Linked DNA regions of Sus scrofa: region 2 is linked to region 1. A link is a contact called in public HiChIP or PLAC-seq data. All regions are on one chromosome and are shown on one strand. Each heading gives the region's core, a stretch centred on a gene start, on an enhancer-like site or on the middle of the called end of the contact. The rest is flanking DNA. Distances are from core to core; before and after follow the strand shown.

The links. HiChIP or PLAC-seq counts read pairs in DNA pulled down with a chosen protein or histone mark.
Region 2: an H3K27ac HiChIP or PLAC-seq map of skeletal muscle shows a contact between it and region 1. The contact joins the promoter of IGF2BP2 here to the enhancer-like site in region 1. A contact is called at or near these places in 1 of 5 promoter capture datasets (liver), 5 of 47 Hi-C or Micro-C datasets (adipocytes, embryonic fibroblasts, fetal heart ventricle and 2 more) and 1 of 2 datasets of contacts at active chromatin or transcription factors (skeletal muscle).

Annotation. Positions count from the first base shown.
Region 1 is chr13:123,590,715-123,595,147 of Sscrofa11.1, reverse strand. The region is part of intron 2 of IGF2BP2 (insulin-like growth factor 2 mRNA-binding protein 2); the gene reads left to right. Among named protein-coding and RNA genes, the nearest start is that of IGF2BP2, 57 kb to the left of the region's middle. Within about 2 kb of position 2,112, at least 9 of the 83 cell types and tissues checked have an H3K27ac peak or open chromatin away from gene starts, as enhancers often do. A contact at or near this core is called in fetal skeletal muscle and skeletal muscle, where this site is marked.
Region 2 is chr13:123,647,991-123,653,000 of Sscrofa11.1, reverse strand. It overlaps IGF2BP2 (insulin-like growth factor 2 mRNA-binding protein 2), which reads left to right and starts at 2,951. Exons shown (of 15, transcript XM_021069998.1): 1 at 2,951-3,226; 2 at 4,792-4,852. The coding sequence starts at 3,049.

The DNA.
Region 1 (4,433 bases), core at 863-3,362:
ACAAAAACAGGTGGCAGGCTGGATTTGGCCTATGAGCCATAATTTGCTACTCTTGTTCTAGGATTTTATACTTAAAATACTTGAATATGTAGAGTTTTGGGGTTTTTTTGGTCTTAATGTAGTAGTAAATAAATATGGGCTTTCTCTGATGATATTGTCTAAATAGAGCATGTGCTATCTTTATCACTCTTCAGGCTGGACTTGATAGTAGCTTTCTCAGGTGTTGATAGTGGAATTAAGTCGGTTGAGTGGGTACATATGGAAACATGAGATGCATTTAGGGGAGAGCATTGTAAAGGGTGAGTTTGCTATCCAGCCGTTAGGTTCTTAGCACCTCTGCGTTTCTTCCTTCTCGTTCTATGCCTTTGGTTTGGAGAAAGGCATGGGACAGTCAGGTCCTTCTTTTATAGGAAAAGCTAAGGCTGCCATTCCCCTTCCATGCCACAGTCCATGTTCCTCAAACCCATCGCATAACCTCCTATGGGATGTTCCTATGAGTTTATAGGTTTGCTGCCTCGTGGACAGGAAGTTACCCCCTAAAACCTTGTTGTCATTGTAGGCTCGTTGTTTCTATTGGAAAACCCCAAACAAAATCCCTTGTTCTCAAGCCCCATAGAATTTCCTTCAGTCAAATGAAAGCGTGAGATCAGTTTTAAGTAAATCAACTGAGGCAAAAATATGAACTGTACAGCAGTTACAGCAGTATGCTTCTGAACCAACTTGGTTTAGAATTCTTTGGTCATCCAGGCACTTCTCCATGCTTTCTTTCATTTCTATTGACCCTTCTCGGTTTTTCTTTTTTCCTTCTAGGTGTGGGCAGAGGGTAGCAGATGGTGTAGATTCATTGATTGCTAGAAAATGGAGAGGAGCAAGATGGGGGGTGGCAAGAAGGGAAGGTGAGGGGTGCAGAGATGGGGGGCAGGAAGGAAAAGGAGCTGTCAGTGATGGAGGAGGGGAGATGGTGTGTCTGTCTTTCTGGGTGCTCCTGCCACCTGTGAATTAGGCAAGGCTGTGGTCACCTTTGGAGGACAGTGCCTGTCATGAGTATATGTGTGTTCATATGAGCTTCACTTTCTTGGCTGCTGCCATATAGACTAACTCTTGAGTTTACTGATTCAAAGAAACTATATTTAAGTTTGCTTTGCCTGTATCCCTTTTATTTGGGCTTTACTAAATATAGCTGGATGGGAAGGAGCGAGGAAGAAAACTGTGTGTAGAGCAGAAGTTAAAACACCCAGAGCTTTGGCAGCTTTGGGACAGAAAAATAAAACTTTAAACCTGCTTTCTATTTTGAGGCCATCACAAGATGTTTTGTGCTTACGTTCATTTCTAAGTCATAAACAAGGGTAGGAGGGGCTGGGAATTAAATAAGTTATCTCTTGAAAAATATTAATTTGAAATTGAGTTAAAATTAGCAAAGGGAAGAAGGGGAGGAATAAAACATTGGACTCGGCCTCTGGAAGCAAAATAATAAACACCTCGTGGGGGCAGGAGAGGGAGGCATGCAAATTTCCTCCCAGTTTTTGGCCTCTGCTCTGCACAGAGCCCCATTGTCTCAAGTAGGGGGCAAGGCTGAGAGCTGAGAACTGACTTGGCAAGTAAAGCCTGTCAGTGAATTTTGACACAGGTCAACCTCTTCTTGAGGCTGTGATCTCAGAGTCAACATGAATTCTGGCTAATAGGCAGTAATTGTCATACCATGAGCTGTTTTATCGTAATATGATTATCACACACTAGATGTGGTAATCACCTATTTTTAGGCATTTCCCTACTGGGAGTCGTGCAAGATGAGGATGGTCTCTAGGAAAGCTTTTCTCCCGCCTTCCTGAGATAAGACCTCGCTTCCTGGAAGCCTGCTGGTGCTTTGCAGAACATTCTCTCTGGCCCCACTGAGGTCTTTCTGGCTTTGCTGAATACTGTTAGGGATCCTCACCCCTAGGCTTTATTTAGCCTTGGGCTTCCCCTCCAGGTGCCACTTGCCCCTTAGGATGTATTTGTGGGTCTACCCTAAATAGCCAGATTCTTTCCTGACTTGTGCAGGTACAGGCATATAAGCAGAGAAGCTGCATATGTGTGTGTGAGAGAGAGGAAGCTGCAGCTGTTATTCCATTCCCAGAAAGTGCATTTTGTACACAGGCCACCTTGTAACCTAGCCTCCCTAAAGCATAGCCCTGCTGATGTCATATTCCTGCTCAAAAATCTTCCATAATTATATACATAGGGAAAAGATGGAAAGGAAATATGCCAAAATATTAACAATGGTTTTCTTCTTGGTGATTTTTATTTGCTTTGTGGTTTTTAGTCTTTGCTAGCTATTTTTACAATAAACGTATAATGTTTTTTGAGAAAATATTTTTTATAATGATAAAAATTACCATTTAAAAACCTTCCATGGCTCCCAATTGCTGATTTTAAGTACCCCCACCCCAGCATTCAAAGGTTTTGCAATATCGTTCCAATTTCTCCAGCCTTCCCTCCTCCTCTTTCTGCCCTACACTCCAAGTTATAGCAAACAGACTACTCACGTTACCAAATGCGCTTGGAGCTTTGCCTTTCTTATGCCCTTCTCTGCCTATCAATTTTCCATTCTTCAAACTGATTTCGTCTTCTTTAGAGACTGTTTTTCATCACGTGCTCTTGTAAAAGACTTAGAAAAAAACTGAAAAACACAAGTAACAAAATCCTTAGTGAACTTCCTAGAGGTAACTTCTATTAACATTTTGATATACGTATTTCAGAAATACTTTTGAATTCTACAGCTAAGTGTGATCTAGCGTATCTTGGATGTCTGTTATAAACTTTATATTCTAACGTGTGTTGTTATTCACGCCTGTATTACCTCCCTTCTAAGTTCCTTGGTTACAGATACAGCTACAAGAGTGACTTTTTTTTAATCTTTGCAGCCTCCACAGGCTCTGAGCGTAGTGACTGACAGAATAAGCAGTCCGGAATCACCTAATATATCAAATGAGGGGGATAAACACAAGCATGTAGCTTAAGTAGATGACATAGTAACAAACACAAACTGATGGTTACATTATGAATATAATGCTGAATATATCCATAAATATTAGGTTGCTTTAATATACAAAAGTTTTAATATTGGAGGTGTATCTGGAATGATTAAATGACTAGGGTCCTATTCAAGTGGGATCATTTTTGTATATTACATGGAGGACATTCAGCCTTGAAGGAAGGACAAACTTACTTTATTGTTTAGACCATTGACTATCTGTATAGACCATTAACTGTCAGCCCTGGCCCGTGTTGGAATAGCTGGGGAACTTTTTAAAAATACAAATGCCTTGGCTCTATCTTAGCTCATTTAAATTACAGTCTTGGTGGGAAGGAGGCTTAGCCGTTTGACTGGCCACCCAGGTGATTCTAATGTGCATCCAGGATTGAGAACCACAATCTAGGCAAAGAAATCTTCCTTTGAAAAAGTAAATGTCGAGTTCCTGTTGTGGCGCAGCAGAAATGAATCCGACTGGGAACCAGTTGTGGGTTCTATCTCTGGCCTTGCTCAGTGGGTTAAGGATCCAGCATTGCCGTGAGCCGTGGTGTAGATCGAAGACGAGGCTTAGATCTGGCATTGCTGTGGCTCTGGCGTAGGCCAGCAGCAACAGCTCCAATTAGACCCCTAGCCTGGGAACCTCCGTATGCCTCAGGTGCGGTCCTAAAAATACAAAAGTCAAAAAAAAAAAAGAAAAGAAAAGAAAAAGTAAATGTCTTGCTATGATGTTGGCGAAACCAGGAAGTTGCCATTATAAGATGGGAAAGGTCTGGTGGTGAGAAGAGCTGGTGCAATTCAGTCTGTGTCATATGTACTTTAAAACATTTGGATAAAATTTATCTGTTAGCTTTTACTTTAAAACATAGCCTTTGTGCATTTCAAATGGCCCAACTTTTTTTTCCCTTCCCAAAGGCTGCTTTCTCCTAGAGCAGTAGCTGAAATAGAACACAGCCCACACTAGTTACGTTACACTCATCTCTGTTATTACAGCAAAACTCCTTCCAGGGATTTGACCTCTATTCAAATACTGTCAAAAACATGCATACTCTCAGATATGGTGTTTCCCATACTTGTGTCTCTTTTTTACACATTGAAACCTAAATTCTGCTCCCCTACCACACACAGAGCAAAGCAAATGAGATACTAATAAGCAGATTTTTCTTCATGCAAACTTTTCTAAAACCTCAAAGCAGAGCAGAATATCCCCTGCAGTTTATCAATGGAAAAGGAAACCCCAGTACCTTGCTCTAGCTGTCAAGTAACTGTGTAGCCTAGAATAACACTTTCCCCTGGGATACTTTTGCGCAGTGCTTTCATGTTCTGAAACGTGCTTGCCTGTTGTCATGCAGCAGTGTTTGAATCAAACCAAAGTGATTTTGTTGCAATGGAAATATTTCAATTAATGTTTACAGTTGGAACA
Region 2 (5,010 bases), core at 1,702-4,201, 57 kb before region 1:
GGAACTCAGGAGAAGATAGGTAGAAAATAAAGTTTGTGAGGCAGTGGCAATGATTTCTGGTTTTGCATTTGGAGGCTGTTCCCTTCTTTAACATGTGAAAAAGCAACTCTGGCTTCTAGGATAAGGAACTGTAGTGCTACAAATCAGAGGTGTGTTGGAAACAGGTCCCTTACCACATTTACCCATCGAAACTTGTCTCTAGCACTGTATTTACAAACCACCAGCAGGACAGAAGACACAAATTACAGCAAAGACCACTTTTTTTTCAGAAAAAAAGTTTGAAAGTGACCTGGTGAAGCAGATAGAAGAGTTAACCAGAAGCCACCTCTGCCAAGAATCTTTAGATACTTGCTCCCCACTAGAGAATCCAAGCTAAAATGTTTTCAGGTCTGCAGTGAGACCAAGAAATTGACATGTCTGAAAATATCATACAACAAAGTTTTACTAAACTTTCAAAGAAGAATGAGATAATTATCCCTGTCACTCTCATTTCTCTTTTACAATGTGCAACTTTGAAATACTGGAAATAAACAAACATGCTGTCCTACAATATGGAGGTGACCAATAATTTAGTGGAATTGGTGTAAATAATTTGAAAATCATTAATTCCTAGTCTGCTGAGGTTTATACACAAACAATAGTTTTCACTTGCGATTCTCCACTGTATTTTAGTATGGAAGCATCCATACCTAACTGATCTATTAGTCTGGGGAACAATGGCAAAGTCCATTCCCAACTCCAAGAATCCAATTCCTATTCTAGAAAGAGGAAATACGTGAATATTTGAGCTAAAGCCAGAATTCAAATAACTGCAAATACCTAGGTGAGAATAAATACATTTTCTCCTCTGGACAGCAATTATTTAAGGAAATCTCCCCAAAAGGAAGTATTTTAAAGCTCATGAGTTCCTGGGGGAAAGAAAAAAAATAAGCAATAAGTGTGTGTCCACTGTGTCTCAACACACTACTCAGTTCTCCTTTGCGTATCCTGCACAACAACCAAGAGTTGGTTGCTTTATGCTCTATGGATCAAGAAACATAGGCTTAAAGATAGGGGAACACAGCTGAGATCTGAATCCTAAGCTGAAAGGCCTTTCACTGGCCAGTTTTCTAAACAAGAATCACCTGGGCGTAGTTAAGGGAAAATACAAAATCCAGGCTCACAGGGTCTGTCTTCCCCAAAGGAAGGGGTCTGGGAACGTCAATTTTTTTTTAAGAAGCTATGCTCCTTCGACCCACCTAGTCAAAGGGAGAGCTTGAGAAAGACAGTACTTCACGACCTCGCCAGACTAGAACCTGTTCCAATCCTACAGTGTGGCTACATCACCCAGAGGCCCCCAGCGCCCTCAAAAAAAAAAAAAAAAAAAAAAAAAAAAAAAAAAAAAGAAAGAAAAAAAAATTGAAATAAAAATAAAAATCCACATTTCTCCGGTCAAAGCATCATTTCGTCTAAGGCCCCCAGAAGTCCAGATCTTGGAATCATCTTCTGTCCTTTCCCCTATGAATCCTACCAATTTTTTTTTCTTTCCTGTAGAATTTCATTTCCTGGCTAGGACCAGGCTCTAACCATCAGACTTCCACCCGGGCCCCGGAACTCGCAACCGGCCTCTAGCCTGTCTGGCTCCTACCCTAGCCCCTCGGCTCGGGCTGCTCTCATCCCAACCCTGCCTCTTCCGTCGGTCACGTTGTTTCCTCCGCTTGGAAGGACCTCTTTCCTCTCCGGGCCCTTCCCAATGCTCGGGGAACTCCTACACCGCCGAAGCTCCTCCGCTTCCAGCCACCCTTGCTTCCCACCACCCCGGCTGGGGGGACTGAACCCGGCCTCGCAGCCTAACAGAGAGAGTCGGTCCTTCGGCTGCAGCCCCTGCTCCCTCCCCGCCACCTGGCTTCGCAGCGGCGGCTCGGGAAGCCCTCGGCACTTCCCAGAATAGAGAGCAGCTGCCAACGTCAGGCTGCCGCCGGCCGCGGGATTCCGGACGCACGGGATGCGGGCGGAGGGGACGTGGCCCCACTCCGGCCTTCTGTCTCCCCTCGCGGGCTGGGAAACTGAGGCCCAGGACCGGAACAATTTCCCCGGGGTGCAAGGTCCGTGAGGGCCCGGCCAGTCCCGGGCCCCAAACCTCCCAACTCTCGTCCGCGCTCCCTCGACCACACGCGCCGCCGGGTCGCCCCGAAGAGCGGGGCGGGGAGCGGGTCTCCGAGCAAGCGCTCCGCCCGGGAACGCGCAGGGCGCAGGACTCGGCCAACTCGTCGCGAAAGTTGTGGTCTCCCCGCCTGCCCTCGCTTCTCACCTCTGAGACACACCTTCCCGCCGGCCCGGCAGCCGCGCCCTCACATCCGGTCCACCTTGCGCACACCCCTTTCCACGCTCTCGCACAGCCCCTCGCCCTCCCACGCCTGCGGCTCCCAGCCGCTCCCCCTCACGCACTCCCACCCGCGCCCGGGGCGCGCCTTCCCCGCCCCGCCGCTCTCCCGGCCTCCGCGCCGCGCCCGCCCGAGGTTCTGGCGCCCGGGAGCCCCAGCCCCGGGCCGCGACCCGCTTCCGCCTGCCCGGCGCGGGGCTGAAGCCTGGGTAGCCGCGCGGAGCGCTAGGAGCGCGGGGGGCGCGAGGCGAGGGGCGCAGCGGCGCGGGGCGGGGAGGGGGCGCTCGCTCGCTCACTCTCGGCTGCGCACACGCCCGTACAAACTCTCACACAGACACACGCGGGGTGCGCTGCCGCCGCCCGCCGCTGCTCCTCCTCCCGCCACCGCCTTGAGAGGGAGAGAGAGGGAGGCAGAGAGAGCGCTTTGTCCGCGCGCCGCCGCCCGGCCCGGGACTCTGCCCCGAGGAGGCAGCCGCGCCGAGTCCCCGCCTCCGCCTCTGCCCCCGGGCGGGCCGGGCCGGCCGCGGTGGGGGAGCCAGGCTGAGGGTGAGGGTGGGGGTGGGTGGCGGGCGGGCGGAGGGCGGGGAGGGGGGCGGAGGAGGAGGAGGGGAGACGAGGGCAGCGGAGGAGGCGAGGAGCGCCGGGTACCGGGCCGGGGGAGCCGCGGGCTCTCGGAGAAGAGACGGATGATGAACAAGCTTTACATCGGGAACCTGAGTCCCGCCGTCACCGCCGACGACCTCCGGCAGCTCTTCGGGGACAGGAAGCTGCCCCTGGCGGGACAGGTCTTGCTCAAGTCCGGCTACGCCTTCGTGGACTACCCCGACCAGAACTGGGCCATCCGCGCCATCGAGACCCTCTCGGGTGAGCAGTCGGCTCTGTCCCCCTCCCCCCCTTCGCCCTGCTCAGGCCAGGACGGCGTCCGGAGGGAGGCCGAGCCCTGCGGGCGGCGCCCGGCGGGGGCTCCAGCGCCGGCACGTTCACTTCCACGCACCAGACCTTCAACTCTCACCGCCGGCCCGCTCCTGGGACGGCCCGCTCCCCTCCCCCCCTAGTTCGGGATTCACCCTTTGCCCTCCCAGCCTCAGTCCTGGGGGTACCCCCGTGCTGCCTCGAGGGTCCTCGAGGCTCGCTCGCTCTCTGGGGGCACCCCTCGTTCCTCTGGCTCCCCAAGCTCTCTCCAGAGTTCCCCCGCCCCCATCCTTAGAGAGCCCCCGTCCCCTCTTTTTCCCTGACCTTCTCGTCACCCCTTTTGTGAGGGACCCCCCCCCCAATTCCTGCATCTCCTGTCCCTTGACCAGACCTTACCCCTTCCCGTGCCTCGTGCCCAGGACCTCTCGCCCTCTGGCGTTCCCTGAACCGCACTCTCCTTTCGAGCCCCCTCCCCAGCTCGCCCCGCAGTCCCCCACTTTGGGCACCCCCTCGGCCCCACACAGATGATCCCCTCTTAGGTTTCGGGGCTCCCCCAACCCCAGCCCCTGTACGACGGCACATCTCTCTCGGTCCTCTCCCGAACCTCAGTCCCCTCTCGCTCGTCTCTCAAGCGCTCCTATTTTTCTCTGAATTTTTTGTCCGATTTTATTGAGAAGAATTCGGAGCTGGGGGCTTTCCGCCGCCTGTCCCCCCGCCTCCCGCTCGGCCAGAAGCACCTTTTTACGAGGTGCCCTGTCTCAACTCGGTGGGGGCCCGGGCTGAGAACCGAGAAAGAGGCGACCGGGGGGCCCGCGAGAGCGCTGGAGCCCAGACGGGAGACGGAGAGCGACACACACACACTCGCGCGCGCGCGCACTCACCAACTCTCCCTCTCGCACACGCACCGCTCGGAGCCGCGCTCGCCCCCAGGCCACGAGCCTGCGCCCCCGGAACCCCAGCCGGGCCGGAGCCCCTTCCCCACCGGCGCGCCGAGTGGGGGCGGGGCGGCGGCAAGGCCAAGGTGACCAGAAGCCGGCTGGGACCCGGCTCTCGCGGAAGCGGACCTCGGGGGGCTTCGGCGCGTCTCTCCCGGGCCACCGGGAGGAGAGGGCTGGGAGGGGAGCACAGCGGAGCCTTCGGGGCCCGGGTTAGCGGAATGGAGAGGTGGGGGCCAGGAGAGGAGTGGGGCCGCGCCAGCCCTGCAGCTTGAGTTTCAAATGAGCTCATCCTTTTAAATTGGCGCCGCTCTTTATTAAATTTGTTTTTCCGGTAATGCCACCCACAGCTCTACCTGGGGTCGAGAGCCGGGCTCGCACCCTTCCCACCTCGTCCCAAGACACAGGGCGCCCACCTTTCTTCCCACTGGGAACCAAGTTTGCCCAGCTCGAGCCGGGTAGGAGACCCCTTGAGGGCGCCCGAAGGCGGAGCCGGAGCATGGAGTTCTGTGCGTGCTCCTCCTAGACCCCCGCGGGTTTGATCGCAGGAAGGTTCTGAGTGCTTTAATTTCTGTTTTAAAGGTAAAGTGGAATTGCATGGGAAAATCATGGAAGTTGATTACTCAGTCTCTAAAAAGCTCAGGTAAATATATTTTGCTTAGTTATTTTGTGATTAGTCTTCCGTATAAAATAAAAATACACTCAGTTTTTCAAAATATGCTTTTATAGTTTTAAAAAAGGCTTTTGTTTGTTTTGTTAGTGGAGATAAAATAGTTTAGAAAGTTACATTTTTACTTTCAT